Regions from separate parts of the Mus musculus genome. Here all the other regions are linked to region 1. A link is a contact called in public ChIA-PET and HiChIP or PLAC-seq data. All regions are on one chromosome and are shown on one strand. Each heading gives the region's core, a stretch centred on a gene start, on an enhancer-like site or on the middle of the called end of the contact. The rest is flanking DNA. Distances are from core to core; before and after follow the strand shown. Region 1 holds the start of Lrp6 (low density lipoprotein receptor-related protein 6). Region 2 holds the start of Emp1 (epithelial membrane protein 1). Region 3 has its middle 72 kb from the start of Gm46977.

Region 1 (4,178 bases), core at 684-3,183:
AGTGCACCTCTATCCTGATACCTACTTTTGCATTATCAGTTCTGGTCTTTGCTCAAGTATACAATAGGTCTGTGCACACATATGCACACAAGTTACATCAGCAAAATTGAAATTTTCAGTTTCTTCCCACAGTACAAGAGCGATCTAGGGTCTTGCACATGAAAGCCTGCCACCATGCCAGATCCCCTTCTGTTCTCCATCTTCACTACTTTTAAGCATGCAAATTTTGTTGTTGTTTACAAAAAAGTGTGTGTGTCCTGGAGAGGGTGAGTCCCACGGCATATATCATATAAATGGAGGTCAGAGACAGCTGGAAGGAGTAAGGTCTCTCCTTCCACATTGTGGGCCCTAGGGATTGAACTTAGGCTGTCAGGCTTAGAGGTAAGTGCCTTTACCCACCGCGCTCCCTCACCAGCCTACCTGAAAACATTTCCTAACACTCCTGTACAATCCTCCAAGTTGGTTGCTTCAGGTTCTGTTACTCAGGACTTGAGTGGCCTTGGATAAGTCACCGAGTGTCTCAAATTCTTCATGTGTGCCAAGAGAATCACAGCAAAGCCAGTCTCATCTCAGGTTAGTTCTGAGTGGCCCATCTGATAAATTGCTTGCAAGCCCTAGGTGAGCCCTTTGCCCATTCGCCTGCAGAAAGGGTGTGTGATGGCTGGACAGGACACAGCTGATGGTTAACGTTTGGAGCTGGCTGGCCTAGGCTGAAGCTGGCCAGTTGACTGCAGAGGGCATTTGGGCTATTACTTGGAAATGCCCACTGCACATGTAGTGGTAGAGGTTGTTTTGGGGGCTCCTTTTTTTCTCTCAGACCTGTAACCCCTCCCCCTGAAAAGACATGTTTTATTTTCTCTTTGCTGTTAGCTACTAAGGATTTTCTCTCTCAGTTTAGAAAGCTTTAGTCCTTGTCAGCTTAGTTCACAAAAAAAGGTCTGTATTTCTTGGAAGGCAATAAACAAACAAACAAAAAACTATTGTTTTTTTTCTTTAATTTTTTTCTTAGTTTATATTTATTGTATGTAATGATGGATAAGATTCAAGCACATAATTTTCTTTTAACATGTGTGTGCCTCTTCCCCCAACATTAGCTTCACTCTTTTTCCCAGATAGTCATACTTTTATTTTCTTATCATCTATGTGTTAACTCATATATAAAGGCATTTCTACACACACACACACACACACACACACACACCCCTAGATCCACATATGAGGGAAACTTGTCTGAGTAAGGTTTACTTATGTGTATACAATCCCACAATCTTTGTCTTTTCCCCATGTGTGTGACTTTATGTGTATATGTAAAGCAGGCTCCACACTAGGAGAAAAACATACTTTTTTTTTTTTTTAAAGTCCGAGTCTGGTTTATTTTACTTCCTATGATGAGGATTCTCAACCCAGTCCACTAGCGATGTGCTCCGCGTTGGCTTCTGCACACCGTTCCCCTGGCCCGCCGCTTCGGGAAAGCGTAAGCCGCAATGGCACTTTGATTTTCCTACGTCCCGGGGCAGCCCCGGGGTCCGCAGCTCCACCTGGCTCGGCGGCCGGGCGCACAAAGAGCGGCGCGGGCGGCGACGGGCCGGGACGCAGAAAGTAGTCCCGACCACGCCGGCCCCAGTGTCGGCCGACGTCGCCTCACGCCCTCCGCCGCCCGGGGAAAGAATCCCATCGGAATGCGCCTCGGGAAGACCTTATCCCCGCAGCGTGCGGGGGCTCGCGAGGCTCAACCCGCGGGGGCTCTCCGGGGAGTCGGCGCGCGCGGCGGTCGCGGCTCCCGGGGTCCGGCCGCGGCGCGCTGAGGACGGGGGTGGGGGGAGTCGGGCGCGCAGGGAGACGGCGGCGGCCCCGCGGCGGATCCCTGCGCCGCTGCGAGAGGAAGAGGCTGAATGAGGCGCCGCGCGGGGGACGTGGGGCGCCGCGGGAGGAGGCGGCGGCATGGGGGCAGGCGCTGGCGTCGCGCGAGCCCGGGCCGGAGCGGCGCGCTAGAGCCCTGACGTGCGCCCTTTTCTTTCTTCTCGCGGCCGCGGAAAGCATGAGCGTGCAGACCCGCCGCTGCGGCGGCCGCCCCGGCTCCTCGCCCGCGCGTCCCCTGGCCGCCGGGCGCCGGTGAGGGCCGCGAGCGCGCGCGGTGGTGGGGGGAAGATGGGGGCCGTGCTGAGGAGCCTCCTGGCCTGCAGCTTCTGCGTGCTGCTGAGAGGTGAGGCGAAGCGAGGCGAGGCCGGGGGAAAAGTTGCCGGGGTCCCGGGAGGGGGAGGGGAGGTGGCGGGGACAGCGGCGGGGACAGAGGCCTGGCGCTGGGGAGCCGCGCGAGGAAGGGGCCCGCGGTCGGGGGCCGCGCCCGGCCGCCGCGCACACCCCTGGCCGGCCCCGCGGCGCCGCCGGACAAAGCTGCGGGCCTCGGGGGGACCCCTGGCCCCCCGCACTCCATCGGAATGACTGACGGTGCCCGGCTCGCCTGCACTCGGGGCAGAAAGGGGCTTTTGTAGTTGCGCTTTCAGCACCATTGGTGTTGACCTCCCTCTCCCTCGAAGCCTGAGCTCACCTTTCCCGTGTCTCTTAGGTGAACTTTTTTCTTCTTCTTTAAACCCCACTATTTTTTTTTTCCTTCTCCCCTCTCTAGGCCTTGTTACAACTAATAATTGTCTTCCGCGGGGATAGAATGGTCCTGGGTGAGAGCACAGTTGGAAATTGACTCTAGGGTGATAGGTCGCGCTTTTCAGCATTCGGGATCATCTGAGCCCATAATAAAAACACAAACGTTGCCCTCGTAACCCCTGGTATTCAGGACTCGCCCCCTGTTTGCGGAGTGTGCAAGTGTACAGTTGGCACCAAGTAGGGAAGTCATCCTTGTGTGGCGAGGAGCCTATCCTGGGAACTAAATTATCATTTGCTGGGCACCCCTGGGAACTGCTTGGCACTTTAGTAAATAACAGAGAATGCCCTGGGTAATTTGCTATGGGAATCGCTTAAACGTAGTGGCTCTGTGGTGTTTTGAATTTGGACTGTGAGGCTGAGACGTACGTCCTGACTTTTTGTTGTGTGACAGTTTGCAATGGAAACCTTGTCGACTGGTCTTCAGTTGATGAGCGATGGGGGCTGGTGCCATGGAGAGTGTTGCCTGTGCAAGAATTGAGGTGCTGTTTGACGCCGTATCTTGTTGTTCGCTTTTGTTAACTTACCTGTGCCAGTTAATGGGACCTCTCTGGGATTCTTAGTTATTAATTTAACAAGCTCAACGTTTAAGTCCGTCAGAAGTATGGAAGTTTGCAAAGTAGGATAGTAACTAACAATCTTATGATGTAAATGGGACAGCCTATCATCTATGCATGTGTGTATTTGAATAAGACTATTTGCCTTAAAACCCCCCCACCATTTTCTAAAAATAAGCGTATCCCGAATTGTCTAGTCCTTTTTGCAAATACCAGAAAGATAATTGCTGTTTTAATTTCCATGGCAGAGAACTCAATGTTATTACTCAAGAGATTTAATAATCAAGTGTTTATTTTGTTATAGTAAACTCTACATTGAAAGATTTTGCTGTAGCTGTGAGAAAGTTGTTATTAACATGTGAATATGATTGACAAGTTCATAAGAGTTAAAATGTAGAACTAGTGGATTGATTTAGAGTTGGGAAAGTCTAAATCTGTGACTTCTGATGGCTTTAGCGCCTGAAAGTCCAGCTGCCATTCTTAGAGGGGACATAGGACTGTTTGTTTATTTTGATAACAGGTTTGAGCCTAGAGTTGAGTAGATTCATGCATGAGTTTGGTTTAGAGATGGTGAAGCATGATATTGTGTGTAACAAGATCAAGAAGAGGTAACTGTCCGAAGTGGAGCTTATTTAAATGTAATACAATAATGCTAAGGAGGTCTTTGTTTTTCTGTTTAGCATTATTTAATTGTGAGCATATATCATTCCAACTGAAACTGTCTTTTTGGTGTAAACGATTCCTAATTTAAAGTTTCTTCACTTCTTGGCACTGTTAGCCTCTGTTATAAGTGACAGTCACCCTTGGTTTCCCAGGAGCAAAGTGTGATTTAATTACTTGTAGTTCCCAGAAGAGGTGGTACTTTTACTTTGGGTTTGTGATGATGTGTGACTTTGGGACTTTGTACCTTATAGCCTTGTTTACTCACCAGCAGTTGAAGGTCATTTAATACTGCCATCGCTA
Region 2 (4,178 bases), core at 842-3,341, 800 kb before region 1:
GGATGCCAAACCGGATGTCCAGCAGCCCTGGACAGTGTTCTGCCTCCACCCCATTCTGCAGTCTCTGGATGAAACTGGAGCGGCCTAAGGATGGGAGGCTATGATTTGGGAGGGGGTGGTAATGGCCTCTTTTTCCAGGACAACCAAAGACTTAGAGCTGAAGACGCCCAGAAAGGTTCACACACAGCCCAGGGGCTCTCCCACTACTTGGAGGCAAAAAGTCAGAGCATCATTTTTTTTAAAATTGTCTTCCAACTCCATAGGGAATGGGGGCAGGGAGGGGGTAGCACACAAAGCATTATATTCTCATTTATCAAGGGACAGTGGAGTTTGAGACAGCTCCATGGCTCATGGAGTTGGTGGCAGTTTACCCCTCCCTCTAGTGTTCCCTTTTTGCTGACTTGTTTAAGGTTGCCTAGTTTCAACCAGATCAGAATGACACACAATCACACATGTGATCTTCACAGGAAACTGTGGCTGTGGACCTAACGAAGACGGCTTCCCCAGTTCACAGTCATGCAATCTGGAAGTGATAAACATTGGAAGCAAACTCAGTCTTGAGAAATGGGTCCCAGGGCTTACTCATCACCCCCTCCTTGGGGAAAGGCTTTGCAGAGATTTCTGAAGGATCAATGGATACACACCCACCAATTACTTTTAAATTTTCTCTTCCAACCAGCGAGCTGCATTTCTAAAGAGAAAGGCGCCTCGCTCTTCATCAGGCAAGCTGAATCCTGTCACTCTCCTCTGGCTTGTTTACGAGAGGAGAAAAAAAAAACCCACATCTGTGTTGAAATGAACCACACCTCCACAGACATTCGACCAAAATGCTAAGCTAATAAAAACAAAAGCAAACACAGCCGAGTGCCTTTGTTCTTTTTGCACTTAGCACGTGGGTTTGTAGTTATATAATATTTTACACAAAAGAAATAAGGTAAATATTCCCATATGACCACTGCCACACTAGAAAATTCCATGTCCACTTAGAAAAAAAAATCCTTTAATAGATTCTGAAAGATCTTTTTTTTTTTCCTAAGTTGGCTCCAGAATGCAGAAGCCTGGGTGGAAGCACAGAGCCATTCAGCAACCTTACAGGAATCCCCGAAGGCCCCCAGCCCCACCCTCTCCCCTCTGCCTCCTTCCTCCACCTCCACATCTGGCTAAGGATTCTGGAACCCACACATTCCACCAAATCAACCCCTCCCAAGGTTTATTTGAAACACCCTTTGCCTCTGTTTCCCTAACGGTTTTTCTTTAAACAAACCAATCCCCTCTTCCCTTCCTGTGAGAAGGGGGTGGAGGAAAACAAGAGAAAGAACGAAATACTTAAACAGACATCAACAGACAAGAGGGGGACAGACAGTAAATGCAATCGCAAAAATTAACTGAAACTCAGATATTTATCCACCGTCACCTAAAAGCGTAAAAGAGAAACAACAATAACCAACCCACAAAGCAGAACAAACTTTCTCCCCAGAGACTGCCTTTAACCTGCCTTCGCAGAGAGAAAAGAAAAGCCGGAGCGTTTTGGTAACATAGCATCCTTCTAGATTTCAGCTCAAAGTAATCTGAATGAAAACAGAAGATTTGGAAACATCTTCCAACCCTGCTAATTCATTTCGAAGGCACATAGAGTTCCTTCCATAAAGAATATTGCACTCAAGTTTGTTCCAAAGTCCCTTCTCGTTCCGTCCGTCTCCTCGGAGCAAGGATCCACATACCAGCAAGAGAATGTGGCCCCCACTGATATCCCAGATTCCTCCACTACTACGTTAAGCTAGAAGTCTCAAGGACTCCGTTCTTTGTGAGCCATAGAGGGATAGCAGAGGCAAGAAGAGAGGGGAGGGCTTCAAGGAGCCTAAGAGAGGAAAGAAAGGAGCGGGCTCTGCAGAGTTTCTCCAGTGTGGGGACAATCTTACCTGGAGTATCCAGTGAGAGAGGCAGATGCCCTGGGTGGTAGAGCAGGCTGCTGGTCTGGTCCTCTCTTCAGGAGATTTGCAACCACAGTGAGGGGAGGGACCTGACTCCCGAGGTTATAAGTTTCCTGGGCTGATGTGCTGGGGTGTGTGATGGGCGGTTTCTTTTCCCCGTGTTTTAAAGGAGTTTCTATGAATCAGTCTGGATTTAAAAAAAAAAAAACTTGGTGAGCTACGCCCTGCTAAGTTGGCAGCCGGTCAGATGTGGCTGGGAGTGAGCCATCAATTCAAAGAACCCTGTTGTAGCTCCCTCTGACTCAGACACACAGACCACAGTGGAAAAAGGAGTGACATTGCTTCAAATGAGTAAGAGGAGTCACACAAATAGATCTGTTTACCGAAGCCCAGTTCTACTACCCAGAAGGAGCCTCGGTTGTCAAGGACGTAGGGCAAAACACAGGTTAGGGTCAGGAGGAGGGGAGAGCTGGTAGATGCAGTTCCACGTTAATTAAAGTCCCGGCTAATCATCAAACAGGATTCCCCCGTTCTTCCTCCCCCACTGCACATAGCAGCAGCTGCTCATCACCAGGAATTATCAGACTCATTTCTCGTTGGCTTCCCTGCCTGACCCTTGTGCCCCTGACCTGTAGGCGGCAGTGGGATGAGACCCATGGAGTAGAAAGGCACCCAGCAAGCTCCAAATGTTGAGGCACTGATTGACAGCACATAATCCTGGGCCTTTAGTTAAACTCTCACCCCTATGGATTGTAGGCATTGCAGGAGGAAGTCTTCGAATTAAGGACTTTGCACTCTGATCTTCATGTGATAATCATTGGACCTTGCTCCACAGTTGGCTTTTGTGAAGACAGCCAGGGACCCAATCACAGCTTCTTCCCTGAACCACTCACTCCCCACTTAGTCTCAGAGTTGGGGGGGGGGTGCTACAGAGTTGTCCAATCCCGCAGCCCTGGTCACCTCCCTAAAGAGGTTCAGGTCCTCACTGCCTACATTTAACCCCAGCTCTCCTTAGCTGCAATGTGACTTTGGGCAAGCGCCCTCTCTTTCTGCCTTCTTGTATATAATGGGGATGGTAGGCACCTAGCTCACACAGATGGCAAGAATTACATGTATCAAACAGGTTTGGTGGGTCGTGCCTGCGATCTCAACATTTGAAAAGCTGAGGCAGGAGGATTGCTCTTAGTCCAGGGTCATCTTGGGCTACATGGTGAGTTCCAAGTCAGCGTGGGCTACTGAGTGAGACACTATTGAGAGAGAGAGAGAGAGAGAGAGAGAGAGAGAGAGAGAGAGAGAGAGAGAGAGTTGGTAGGTAGTTGAAGGGATAGCATAAGTTCAAGGAGAACTAGAAGCTATCCTGGGGTACATAAGTGATAGATGGATAGATAATAGAGATAGATAGATAGATAGGTAGATAGATAGATAGATAGATAGATAGATAGATAGATTATAGATTGATGATAGATGATAATAGATGATTGATAGATGATAGATAATAGATAGATACAATAGATTATAGGTAGATGATAGAGAGATAGATGATAGATAAATGATAGATAGATAGATAGATAGATAGATAGATAGAGAGAGAGAGAGAGAGAGAGAGAGAGATAGATAGATAGATAGATAGATAGATAGATAGATAGATAGATAGATAGATAGTAATGACTAACAAGAGCCTGTAAGGTTGTGGCCAATAGTCATTCGATATTAGCTGCAGTGATATTTCCCTGAGGACATTGTTAAATCGGACAAGAGACCTCTCAGAGAAGATACAGAGAGTCGCTGCGGCTGCCAAACCCCAGCAACTGGGGTTGCTGTTCTCTTCCAGGCCAGTGCAGGCCTCGTGATATTATTTAGTCATTGATCAGAACCCTATTTACTGTACAGCAACCTTCTCTGGGCCCTGCTAAAACTGGGTCAGAGTAGACTGGACCTCACCCTCTAGGAATTTAAATTCCACAGAAAGACAGAAAGGGGTGGGAGGCTCGAAGTCCAACGGAGCGCTGATGAAGTTAGGTAGTAAAGACTGTAAGTAAATTTCAGTGATGCATGGTCATGGGTCTGTATTTCTCCAAATCTTATAGAGAAGAGGATATTTTTAAAGCAGATGATTGAGGAAAACACACACACACACACACACACACACACCTGATTTGATCCTTCCTCTTCACGGGTCCTGACATTGGGATTCTATCCGTGGAAAAGTAAAACTGTCCAGATTTTTCATGACAGAGATCTCATCAG
Region 3 (4,178 bases), core at 620-3,119, 600 kb after region 1:
TTAACAGTTCTTTGATAGAAATTAGGAGATATTTAGAAAACATGGAACTGGAGTTTGGGAATATAGTGAGGAAATGCTACTGTAACATAGAGGCTGGTGCTAGCTAAAGGCACCAGGATATATATGGAAGGAAGTTTAGGAGTGGAACAACTTGGTAACGAAAAGAAAAAAATGTTTAGGGCAGGGTTTTTCAATTTTTCATTTATTTATTTTTGGGGCGAGCACATGTGGGGGTCAGAGGACAACTTGAAGATGCAGGTTTTCTCCTTCTACTAGGTAGGTAGGTCTAGAGGATTGAACTCAGGTGATCAGTCTTGGCAGCAAGCCCCCTTACCTGCTGAGACATCTTACCAGTCTGGAAGTAGGCCTGTTAAACAGTGGGTATCCAGCTTGATTCAGCTGAAAGGAAAAAAGAGAACTCTAGTTTACAAAATCAGTGCACAGTTTGTTTTTTTTTTCTTGTTGCTCTAACAAAATGCCTTTCAAAAGCAACTCAATGAAGAAAGAGGTTAGTTTCGCTCAGAGTTTGAAAGTACAGGCTATTAGAGCAGAGAAGGCATGGTGGTAAGAGAGCCAAGCAGCCATTGCACCTAGAGCCAGGAAGTAGAGATGAATGCTGGTGTCCAGTGGCTTCTTTCCTTTGTATTCAGCCTGGGTCTCAGCCTATGGGATGCTGCTGCCCTCATTCAAGGTGAACCTAAGGAAGCTACGTGGCAAGTCCAGGTATCAGTGTTTCCAAGACATCTTATCAGCATGGATGGATTTGACAAATCTAAGGAATCAAAAAAGATCTGGCGTTAACTAGTTTATAACCTTGGGTAGGTATGAGATTACCTACATCGAACAAGCAAATGAAAGCACAGGGCTTCAGCCAGGTATGGAGGACTGTCAACCTTCAGGATAAAAACTTTTAAAATTAAATTTAGTGGCTGGAGAGATGGCTTAGTGGTTAGGAGCACGTGCTGCTCTTCCAGAGGACCTGAGTTCAATTCCCAGTAATCACATGAGGTGGTTCACAGCTACCGGTAACTCCAGCTTCAGGAGAGTCCAACTCCTCTGACCTCTGTGGGGCAACTGTTCTCACAGCAACCAACCTACCTACCTACACACACACACACACACACACACACACACACACACACACACACACACACACAGACACACACACACACACACAGACACAATTTAAAATAATAATCTTACTATTGGTAGTGGTATCATTATTATTGTGTTGCTATTTAATCAGTGTGCATGCAGGTACATGTGTACCATGGTGCATGTGTGTAGGTCAGAGAGCAACTTTTGGGAGTTGGTTCTTTCCTTTTGTCATGGATTCCTAGGATTGAACTCAGAATGTCAGGTTTGCACGGCAAATCTTTTTAAGAGCTAAGCTACCTCATTGGCCTAGGGCAATCATTTAAAAAATACAGTTCCCTCTTGGGGGCTGGAGAAATGATACAGTCTATAAGAGTACATCCTGGGCTTGCAGAGGACCTGTTCCCACATCTGGTGGCTCATGGGTTACAACTGTAACTCCAGTTTCAGGGGATCTGATACCCTCTTCTGACCTCCATGGAACCTGAATACATGTGATATATATCTAGGTAATTGGACATACATAATACATACATGCATAATATACTTAAATAAAAATAAATAGTTCTTCTTCTTTTTTTTTTTTAAAGAAACTGATGTTAAAGATATAGTGGTCCTCCAGCATTAGGGAGGCTAATGATAAATTTGAAATTTGTTGGAATGTTTGGTCAGGGAGTTGCCTTCCTTCAGTACACAGTTAAGTGTAGTCACAGTATGGTTAGCATGCTGGAGTTGAACAGGGTGAGAACAGGAGTTCCTCAGATAAGCATGACAATGAAGGGTGTCACCAGCTCTAGAGGATGCTAATTTCTTTGATTCTGGTCCCATTCTTATGAGCTCCCATGATCTCGGCTCCTATTCTTCTCCTGAGAATGTGGCTCTGATTCAAGTACGATTGTTCGCCGAGATACGTCTTGATAGTTTCTACATATGCAGTAAATATTTATTGAGCCCTTAATATATGTCAGACATTGGGTGTGGTGCTGGAAATAAGACAACGCTGCTGCCCTCAAAGAACCCATATTCTACACAAATTGCCACTCGTGCATCAACTGAGCATTGCCAACTGTTGTTATTTCATTAGCAGAGACCTTGCCAGGCGTGAGTAGGAAGAGTTGACCCCCTCTCATTCTGACAAGTCAAACAGAAGGCTTGTATGTGGCATTCTGTGTGCTCGGATAAGCAAGGCATGAGGACTCTGACCATCTCAAACACAATAAAAAGTCATTAGTGCAACCCAGGGCCTCACTAACATCCTGGCTCATTTTGTCTCTTCTTTTTTTTTTATCATCTTAATTATTATTAAGTAAAGAGTATAAGCAAGCAAACAAACAAACACGTACTATTATACTAGAACTTTTTCCAGGAGAACCGGTCAAATGAGCTGTTTCGTGTTTGTTTGAGAGGAGTCACGCACGCTAGCTGGCCTGAAACTGAGTACCAGGGTTGCCTCTCATGTCCTGGGATCAAAGGCCATCACTTCTGGCTGAAATAAACTGGTTTTAAATTTCAATCAGCTCAAACAATTAAAATTACCCAAAGATCAATTGTTTATTTCCAAATGCAAAATGCCTTCCTGGTGAATACTGACTTCTTTAAAACCCTGTATTTCAGCTGTTACTGTAACTATGGTCAGTCTTCAATTCTCTTTTTAAATTAGCATGCGTGTGTGTTGTCAGTGTTATCTGAATCTAATAAACTTCTGAAAGTCTCTAAAATAGAAAGACTTTAACCAATCTTCACTGAAATCAGCCCGAAATATATGCTCCTTCGGGGAATTATAAATTCAAGGGCAGCCTGGGAAACGGAAAACCTTGTCTCAAAATAAAAGTGAAAACTTTTTTGTTTGTTTGTTTTTGAGGACTGGAGATAAAGGTCAGAGGTAGAACACTGGCCCAGTGTGTAAGGCCCTAAATTCAGTTCTCGGTACTGCAACACAAAACGAACAAGTCAAATTCAAAGCTAAATTGAGAGTTTATCTTTCTCCTGTCAGAACGGCAGTCAGTCCTTAAGAAAATAAGTAAGAAAAGTGCTGGTGAAGATGTTGAGAAGAGGAAGCCCTCATCCCCCGCCAGCGGGAATTTCTTTGACACTAGGTCAACCGCTGTTCTTTTGGAATAAAGCCAACTTGATCACCGTGAGTGATCTTGGGATGAGCTTCAGTTTGTCTTGCAAGTATTTTATTAAAACGAAATATATCTATGTTCATCAGGGAGTTAGCCTATGATTTTCTATTGGTTATTGTTGTGTGTGTTTGGTTCGTGTATTACTAATATCAGCTCCGTACAAGATGTATCTAGACACTGCTGGTGAAATTGTAATTAGGCCTGCTACTGTGGAAGTCAGAGCGGCAGTTTCTCAAAAAGCTAAAATTAGATACAGGATGACCCAGCTGTACCACGCACTCGTGACGTTTACCTGAAGAGCTCCATCACAGGGACACTTGCCCATCAATGCTCGCAACAGCCAAGTTCTAGAACCAATCTAGGGGTGTATCAACAGAGGAATGGATAAAGAATGTGATATACATATATAAAATAAATTATTATACATATAATTTATATGTAATAAATATATTTCAAATTCATATAGATGAATTTGAAAAAAATTATGTTTGCTAGTGCCTGCATGGATGTGTGCACATACACATGTGAGTGACTTTAACCTAAGACCTCCTGAAAATATTGGGTCCCTGGAGCTGTAGTGGGTTTTGTTTTGTTTTGTTTTTCAGCCACAGAAAGGAACGGAGTTATGTTCTTTAGAGCAAAATAGATGCAAGGAGAGATGACCATAATAAGTGAATTAAATCAATTCTAGAAAAAACAAATATCACTTCTTCTCATTTGTCCTTCCTAGATTGTATATAGACCTATCAATAAAACATCATTTATTTGAATGTGGTGTTGCACAACTTTAATCCCTGCATTTGGGAGGCAGAGGGAGACTTATCTCTGTGAGTTCAAGGCCAGCCTGGTCTACATTGTGAGTTCTAGGACAGCCAGGGCTACATTGTGAGACACAGTTTAAAAATAAAATCATGCGTGTATGACAGGTAAGTAGAAGTGAAACTGCCTAGGGGAGCA

Evidence for each region. ChIA-PET counts read pairs in DNA pulled down with a chosen protein or histone mark. HiChIP or PLAC-seq counts read pairs in DNA pulled down with a chosen protein or histone mark.
Region 2: an RNA polymerase II ChIA-PET map of memory CD8 T cells shows a contact between it and region 1, with 6 read pairs. The contact joins the promoter of Emp1 here to the promoter of Lrp6 in region 1. A contact is called at or near these places in 2 of 115 datasets of contacts at active chromatin or transcription factors (memory CD8 T cells and pancreatic cancer cells).
Region 3: an H3K27ac HiChIP or PLAC-seq map of embryonic stem cells shows a contact between it and region 1, with 4 times the contacts expected there. The contact joins the enhancer-like site here to the promoter of Lrp6 in region 1. A contact is called at or near these places in 7 of 115 datasets of contacts at active chromatin or transcription factors (the 230-238 cell line, embryonic stem cells, forebrain and 2 more) and 3 of 9 other capture datasets (adipose tissue, embryonic stem cells and liver).

The regions. Positions count from the first base shown.
Region 1 is chr6:134,564,668-134,568,845 of GRCm38.p6, reverse strand. Lrp6 (low density lipoprotein receptor-related protein 6) reads left to right here and starts at 1,933. Exons shown (of 23, transcript NM_008514.4): 1 at 1,933-2,203. The coding sequence starts at 2,149.
Region 2 is chr6:135,360,844-135,365,021 of GRCm38.p6, reverse strand. It overlaps Emp1 (epithelial membrane protein 1), which reads right to left and starts at 2,091. Exons shown (of 5, transcript NM_010128.4): 1 at 1,920-2,091.
Region 3 is chr6:133,961,197-133,965,374 of GRCm38.p6, reverse strand. No RefSeq gene overlaps it. Among named protein-coding and RNA genes, the nearest start is that of Gm46977, 72 kb to the left of the region's middle. Within about 2 kb of position 1,869, at least 9 of the 459 cell types and tissues checked have an H3K27ac peak or open chromatin away from gene starts, as enhancers often do. A contact at or near this core is called in embryonic stem cells and liver, where this site is marked.